2 separate regions of the Mus musculus genome follow, and region 2 is linked to region 1. Evidence: chromatin contacts called from public HiChIP or PLAC-seq data. All regions are on one chromosome and are shown on one strand. Each heading gives the region's core, a stretch centred on a gene start, on an enhancer-like site or on the middle of the called end of the contact. The rest is flanking DNA. Distances are from core to core; before and after follow the strand shown. Region 1 overlaps Ulk4 (unc-51-like kinase 4). Region 2 holds the start of Ccdc13 (coiled-coil domain containing 13).

Region 1 (3,616 bases), core at 1,021-3,520:
CAACATGACAGATAACTCTCAGTTTAAAATGATTTAACAGCTAGCTTCGAAGCTGATTGGCTGGGGAATACGGGCAAATACCCTTGTTACACTGTCCTACACTGAAGTCTACAAAGTTCACGTGTTTGGTGCAGATCCCTTGTTCTCCAGTGAAAAGTATTTTGGTTGAGATTTTCATTCATTATCCAAATATCATGGATTTCATTTGTTCTTAGGACATGCAATTCAAGTAAATACATTAGAGTGTTACTTGTGTAAAAACTCCCAGTGATCAATTTTAAAAGATTGAAAAGGAGTATAAAAGACAGTTAAATAATACACATTTTAGAGGCTAGCACATTTTACTGTAAGTCATAAAATTAGATAGATAATTGTGTTTGTGAAAACTGAGCATTAAAATCCTGCAGACAAAAAAAAAAAATAGAAAGGAATAGAAGCACTTTCAAGTCAGCAGGGGGCGCTGCAGACCAGGAAATGACATCTGACAAACAGCAGCCCAGTTCTGTCTGCTGCAAGAACAGCACTGAGATACAAGAAAAACTTCCTTCCAAAGCCTTTCGAAAACTCCACGGATGCCCTCGTATTTCACCATGAGGAGAAACTGCTGTCACACCTCTGTCAACCTCAGCATTCCATCCTGAGTCTCCAAGATGACACAGATAATCCCTCCCCCACCTCCCCTCCCCCCTCCCCCCCACCATGGTGCACCAGACCTCTCTTCTGGCCCCACAGTCTGCCAAGGATCTACTGAGTAGGTGAGGACACAGCCCCATTCTACAGATGCGAGCACTGAGGCTCAGTGAACGTGATTTCCCTGCGGGTGAGGTAGGGCTGACCTGGGATCCCAACTCTACACTTCTGCATCCCACATAGACTCCTCCCAGAAAACAGTTCCATCATGTGATCAAGCCCCAGCAAGAGGAGCCTAGAGCCTGCAGCTCCCATACATGAGCACCGTGCATGATTGTCCCATCAGTTTCCATAATACCGTGGGGAAACTCCTGCCACCGGAGGAAGACAGAGGTGTCGGAGGCAGGCACAAGATGAAAAACCCAAAGGTGGGCCGATCTCACAATAGACACCCAGAGAAGGGACAGCCTTCCACATTGGGACAACAGGCAGTGGCTGCGAGTGTCTCATGGTTACCGCAGGCTCACTTCGGATGACTTAGGACTGTGCTTATGATGAGGTATCTGGCAATAACTACAAAATCACAAAGAATGTGCTTTAAAATACGAAGGTTACTTACATATCCCAGTTAGGAGCTATCCGCAGGTGCTGGATTAGCAACTGGAACTAGAATTTAAAAAAGAAAAACATCAAAATGTAAGTTTTATTCAGAACAACATCCAAAGCAATCGGTGAATTAGCAGGGAAACTTACACAGCTGGGGTAAGTGAGACTCCCTCCAGGGAGGTGACCACTGACAGACATGGAACCTCAGCCAGTGTGCCAGCAAAATAAACATAAATAAGAAGTAAGAACTGGGGGCTGGAGAGATGGCTCAGGGGTTAAGAGCACTGACTGCTCTTCCAAAGGTCCTGAGTTCAGTTCCCAGCAACCACATGGTGGCTCACAACCATCTGTAATGGGATCCAATGCCCTCTTCTGATGTGTCTGAGGAGAACTACATTGTACTCATATGCATAAAATAAAAAAATAAATAGAAGAAGAAGAAGAAGTGGTAAGAACCGAGCAATGGAGGGGACAGCTTAGCAGGTAAGAGCAGGTGCTACTTCTGCAGAGGATCCAGGTTCAATTCCCAGCACCCACATAGAGGTTTATAAGCACCAATCACCTGTAACTTCAGCTCCAGGGGAACTGACCCCCTCTTTTTGGCATCCAAGAGCACCTGATGTAACATGCACATGTGCACACACACACACACAATTTAAAGATAAAATGAATCCAGCCGGGCATGGTGGTGCACGCCTTTAATCCCAGCCCTCGGGAGGCAGAGGCAGGCGGATTTCTGAGTTCAAGGCCAGCCTGGTCTACAAAGTGAGTTCCAGGACAGCCAGGGCTACACAGAGAAACCCTGTCTCGAAAAACCAAAAAAAAAAAAAAAAAGATAAAATGAATCTTTAAAAAATTAAGAGCAAGATGTTCTCGATTTGTCCTACTAACTACTCTCCCCACCCCCCACAGACACACAGCAACCTTCACAGGGAGGGAACAAAATGAACTGAAACTCCTCCAGGCTGACTTCAGGGGCTCAGCAGAAAGTGCCACAGTCGCAGCTTCCAGCGGCCCGCCTGAGGAAGTGCCATAGTCGCAGCTTCCAGCGGCTGGCCTGAGGAGCTCTGCCGACCCTGGCCAGTCAGTCACCAGTGAGGCCCGCCAAGGAGAACAGGAAGCGAATGCTGTACGGCTTTCTGTCCTTTCACACATCGGAAACCCTCGCATTTGTCCAGGTGGCCTGGAGCAGGAGCCACCCGAGTTTACTCCAGCACAGAGCTCCATCTCCTGATTACAGACAGGTACAATGGCTCCCGGCCAACACTTAACAAAAATGTCCACAGTTCGAAACCACCATCCACACAACTGCTTCAAGGAAGTTGATGATGATTCCAAAACCTTCATGAGAAAATTTTTCATAAAAAAATAAATCACTTTATTCTTTGTAATTAAATCAGATTACGATTGTATCCATCTGGACATGGTGGCACAGACCTATAATCCCAGCAACTTGGGAAGCTGAGGCAGGAGGATCATATGATCAAGATCTAACTAAGCTACAGAACATGTTCAAGGCCTGGGGAACTCAGAGACGGTGGCTCAAAATAAAAACTAGGGTCAGGGATGTGGCTCAGTGGCAGAGCCCTTGCCTGGCCTGGGTAAGGCTCTGGGATCCCCTGTTCTACCACCACACACACACACACACACACACACACACACACACACATACACACACATACACACACACATATATTCACACACACATACACACATACACACACATATACACACATACACACACTAACATGCACACACACACATACACACACACACACACACACACACACATATCCTTGGTCTATTGTTTTTATTGCCTGTTCTGTTCTACTACTGAGCTGATCATCACTCGGCCCCAAGCTCTTGTTCACATGTCTTTGAAATACAGAGGCCAACCACACAGAGTAGGTGGTGGGGCCCTGGGAGGCCCATCTACCCTGCAGTACCTACCAGCGGGGAGTGAAGCAGCCTGGTGGCCACCTCCTTGTGCGTGGCCACCACACACAGGTAGCACAGGAGGTTCAGCTTGGCCCGCAGCGCCCCTGTGCTCTTCTCGCTGGAGTCGATCTGGGAGCACACCTGCTGCAGGAAGTCATTCCAGTCTTGGTCCTTGAGGACCAGCAACTTCTCCACTGTGGAGGGAAGGAAGCAGAGGGAGCACGTGTGAGGTGGAGAGGGCTGAGCAGACATCCAGTGAGAAGCAGAGGAACAGAGAACTCAGGGCCGGGATGAGGAGGAAACACTACATGACAGTTAACAAAAAGGCACCCCACCTCGGCTCTGAGGCGATGCGCTACTTGGCTGGCCTCTACCCAGGGAGACATAACCATGTCAGTGAACAACTGCTACAATAAGAACAGTAATGACAATGACCATAATA
Region 2 (3,730 bases), core at 562-3,061, 590 kb after region 1:
ACTAGGGGTGCCTTGGGCTCACAGCTTGCACTCTGACTGCTCCTTCTAAGTTCTTGTCTCCGTGTGTTCTCTGGTTGCCTCCTGGACATCTCTGGATTCAATGGGTTTCCACTGGGATGACTCCCCTGAGCTCCTGACAAGCGCTGCCCCTGTCCCCACTGTATATGAGTTACCTTTCCCATTGCTGTGGGCAAACGTGTGACCAAAGCAACTCAAGGTGACTTAGTTGGCTCACAGTCTTGGAGGATACAGCTCACCATGTTGGGGAAGGACAGCACCCACAAGTGGACGGCTGCAGGGGGTCCACTGTGGGGAAGCACGGACAGATGAAGGCTCCACTCCTGCTTTCAGTCTGGGGCTCCGTGGGATGGCGGGTCTTCTTTTCTCAGCTAAACCTCTCTGGAGACACCCTCATGCACTCGTGCACACACACAGAGGAGTGTTTCCTAGATGGCTCTAAATCCAGTCAACTTGCTAGTGAGTATGAACTGTCCCAACCCTTGCTTGTACTCACAGAACACCATCTCCCTGCCCAGGTCATTCACCTTTGCTCCTGACCTGTAGCACACGTTACATACCAACTGTGCTTCCTCCCACTAGTACGTACACTACCAGAGGACACACACTTTAACTTTATTTTTAGCTGTTTGAGACAGGGTCCTGCAAGGGCTGGCCGGATGACCTGGCACTTGCTGTGTAGACCAGGCTTGCCTCAAACTCTTGGCAATGCTCCTGTGTTGGTCTCTCAAATGCTGGCTATGTACCAACACGCCTACCAGGATCATTATTTTCATCCACTTTGTTCATGGCCATGCTACAACAGGACACAGTAGGTGCTTAATGAATATTTATAAAAAAAACATGAAAGAATTTGGCCTTTTTTTTAGACAACTATACTTTGTAACCAACAAACTACCTTAAAACCACAGATAACCCTAATTGCTTACAACTTTTGTTTTCTCTTTAAGACAAGATGTTGGTATGCAGTCCCGTCCTGCTTCAAATGTGAGTATGATTACCAATTTGGGACCAGCATGGGTCTTCTAGTGAGTTTTAAGGCCATCCCAGGCTACAGAGTGAAACCCTACTCAAAAGACCAAGGAAGAGAAAAGCTGTGCGCAGGACGGTGGATGGGGCCTTGAGCACCCATCACTTCTCACCAGCCTGCCACTTTCTAGCTCACCCACGCAGCCCATCCCACCTCCCCATCCTGTATGTTTTTACAAGCCAGAATGAGGGTCAAGTCAGGGCAGCAGCCACGTGCTGAGTGGCAGCTGCAGAAGACCTGCTTTCTAGTCATGCCCACGCAGGTCGCTGGGTCGTTCCTCTGCCTCACGAACCCTCCTCGCGCGGAAAACACGAGTCTGCCCAGGGAGGGGTGGGAACAGCCCGGCCCCAAGGAGAGGCCATTCGCAGGGTCTATGGTTTGGTTTCCCAGTCTTGGCTTCTCGCTGCTCGGCCCCCAGTTCGATCCCCCTCTCCCGGCTCCACTCTAGGCTTCCGATTCGGTTCCTCACTCTCGCCACGGTTCCGGTCCCCACTTGGCCCCTTGTTTGGTTTCCCGCTCTGTCCCTGGCTCGGTCCTCGCTCGGCTCCCGGTTCGGTTCCCCGCTCTCGGCTCCACTCTTGGTTCCTAGTTCGGTTTCCCGCTCCGCTCGGCTCCCGGTTCAGTTTCCCCGCTCAGCCCCCGGTTCTTTTTCCTGATCCGCTCCGGTTCGATCCTCGCTTGACTCCCGCTCTACTCAGCCTTCCTCCACTTACCGCGGCTGCGCTTCGGGGTCTGTCTTAAGGGCCGCGGGCACTTCCTCCGCCCTTCCCGACGCCGGCATGTGCTGCCTTGGCAACCGTCACCAGGGAAACCAGCACGGTCGCGCGCGTCTACGGGGGCCGAGAGAGCCTCTAAAGGTCTGAGCTGAGCGTGCTGAGGGGTCCGGGAAGACCCACAGAACTGCACACACCAGCTGGACATGAGAATGCAAAGTGCCTACGAAGCCTCCACTCTTCCGGAGTGTATTTTATTTAAGGATTTGGGGGGTCTGTTTGTTTTTGTTTTTAAAGGTAGGGTATCATACAGTCCAGACTGGCCTCAAACTCGCTCTGTAGCCATGCATGACCTTGAACTTCTCATCCTCCTGTCCTTATTGAATGCTGGATGACACAGGCTGCACCACCGTGCACAACCGACCTCCAGTGTCTTTGAAAAAGTAGGATGCATATCCTACTGGCCTCCAAGGGTTTTGGAAAGTGGACGGTTTTTATGAAATGTAACATAGTTAACCATATTATCTTTGGAAATACAAAACAAGGCGGGAAGAATGTTGGGTTATGATTGTGATTGGAGTAGGCCAAAATTAATAATGCTAAAACCAAAACCAAACCAAAACAAAACGCTTCCTCCTTTTCAAACAGCGCACAGAACTAAAAGAGGAATGTTGAAAGCGTTTATGGGTCACATCGCAGGATGACAAGACACATCCCTCGCCAGTCAGTCTAGTCCAGTCCAGGAGCTGATTCAAGTTCACCCCAAAACCCTTTTTCAAAAAACAAAAGGTGGAGAGCAGTTGAGGACAAATAATGAAGACAACCTCTGTCTATCCCATGCACATGTGCACCGACACAAACAATTGCACACACCCATACTAAGAAAACCTAGACGTGAAACAACACACAGGCAATTATATCAGTATGGTAGGATTTTAGGTCTTCTTATTTATGAATTTATTTATTTATTTGCATTTTAGAAGATTTTAAAAAACAGTGTGTGTGTGTGTGTGTGTGTGTTTAAGAAAATACTTAAAAAAAAAATCTCCCAGTTTGACATTGCTGTATTTCAGGGACTTGAAGGGAGGCAAACACATAGGAAAAATGAGCTGAGGGAGGCCAGATGCTCTCACTAGCCTTTATAATGTGAAAGTCTCCAGCTATGTTAAACCTGTTTTTCTGCTTCCCATTTACTTAACGTGAGTAGTACATCACTACTTGTGAAGAAGATACAGGGCTGGATACCCACAGCCCTGCATCCACCTGCCCACCCCCTCGCAGTACAGTACAGTGTGTCCAGGTGCACAGCATCTCCTTCATAAAGCTTCTCTCTCTCTAACTCTCTCTCCTTCTTTCTCTCTCTCTCTCTTTGTGTGTGTGTGTGTGTGTGTGCCCATGGAGGCCAGAAGAAGGCATTGGGTCCCCTAGGGTTGGAGTCTGTGATGGTTTGAATATGCTTGGTCCAGGGAGTGGCACTATTAGGGGGTGCAGCCTTGTTGGAATAGGTGTGTCACTGTGGGTGTGGGCTTTAAGACCCTCATCCTAGCTGCTCAGAAGTCATTATTCTGCATGCAGCCTGAGGATGAAGATGTAGAACTCTTAGTTCCTCCTGCACCATGCCTGCCTGGATGCTGCCATGCTCCCACCTTGATGATAATGGATTGAACCTCTGAATCTGTTACTCAGCCCCGATTAAGTGTCCTTATGAGAGTTGTCTTGGTTGTGGTGTCTGTTCACAGCAGTAAAACCCTAAGACAAAGTCACTGGTGGTTGTGAACCTCCTGACGTGGGTCCTCTGGAAGAGGAGGAATTCTTAACTGCTCAGACATGACTCCAGCTGGGCAACTCTTTTTTAGCATAGTTTGGTAAATTTAAACTCTGAAGGGAACCAATCCTTTTCCATCTCGCTTCCCTCCACACCCACTGCATGCTCAGTTTCCCTGGGCCCTTGCTTCCTCTCTGCTTTCTC

What was found. HiChIP or PLAC-seq counts read pairs in DNA pulled down with a chosen protein or histone mark.
Region 2: an H3K27ac HiChIP or PLAC-seq map of microglia shows a contact between it and region 1, with 4 times the contacts expected there. The contact joins the promoter of Ccdc13 here to the enhancer-like site in region 1. A contact is called at or near these places in 1 of 15 datasets of contacts at CTCF or cohesin (large pre-B cells), 4 of 484 Hi-C or Micro-C datasets (B cells, the P5424 cell line, cortical neurons and 1 more) and 3 of 115 datasets of contacts at active chromatin or transcription factors (bone marrow-derived dendritic cells, bone marrow-derived macrophages and microglia).

What each region holds. Positions count from the first base shown.
Region 1 is chr9:121,247,676-121,251,291 of GRCm38.p6, forward strand. It overlaps Ulk4 (unc-51-like kinase 4), which reads right to left. Exons shown (of 37, transcript NM_177589.3): 15 at 3,187-3,368; 16 at 1,250-1,296. Among named protein-coding and RNA genes, the nearest start is that of Gm34735, 21 kb to the right of the region's middle. Within about 2 kb of position 2,271, at least 16 of the 459 cell types and tissues checked have an H3K27ac peak or open chromatin away from gene starts, as enhancers often do. A contact at or near this core is called in bone marrow-derived macrophages and microglia, where this site is marked.
Region 2 is chr9:121,837,650-121,841,379 of GRCm38.p6, forward strand. It overlaps Ccdc13 (coiled-coil domain containing 13), which reads right to left and starts at 1,812. Exons shown (of 16, transcript NM_028384.1): 1 at 1,762-1,812.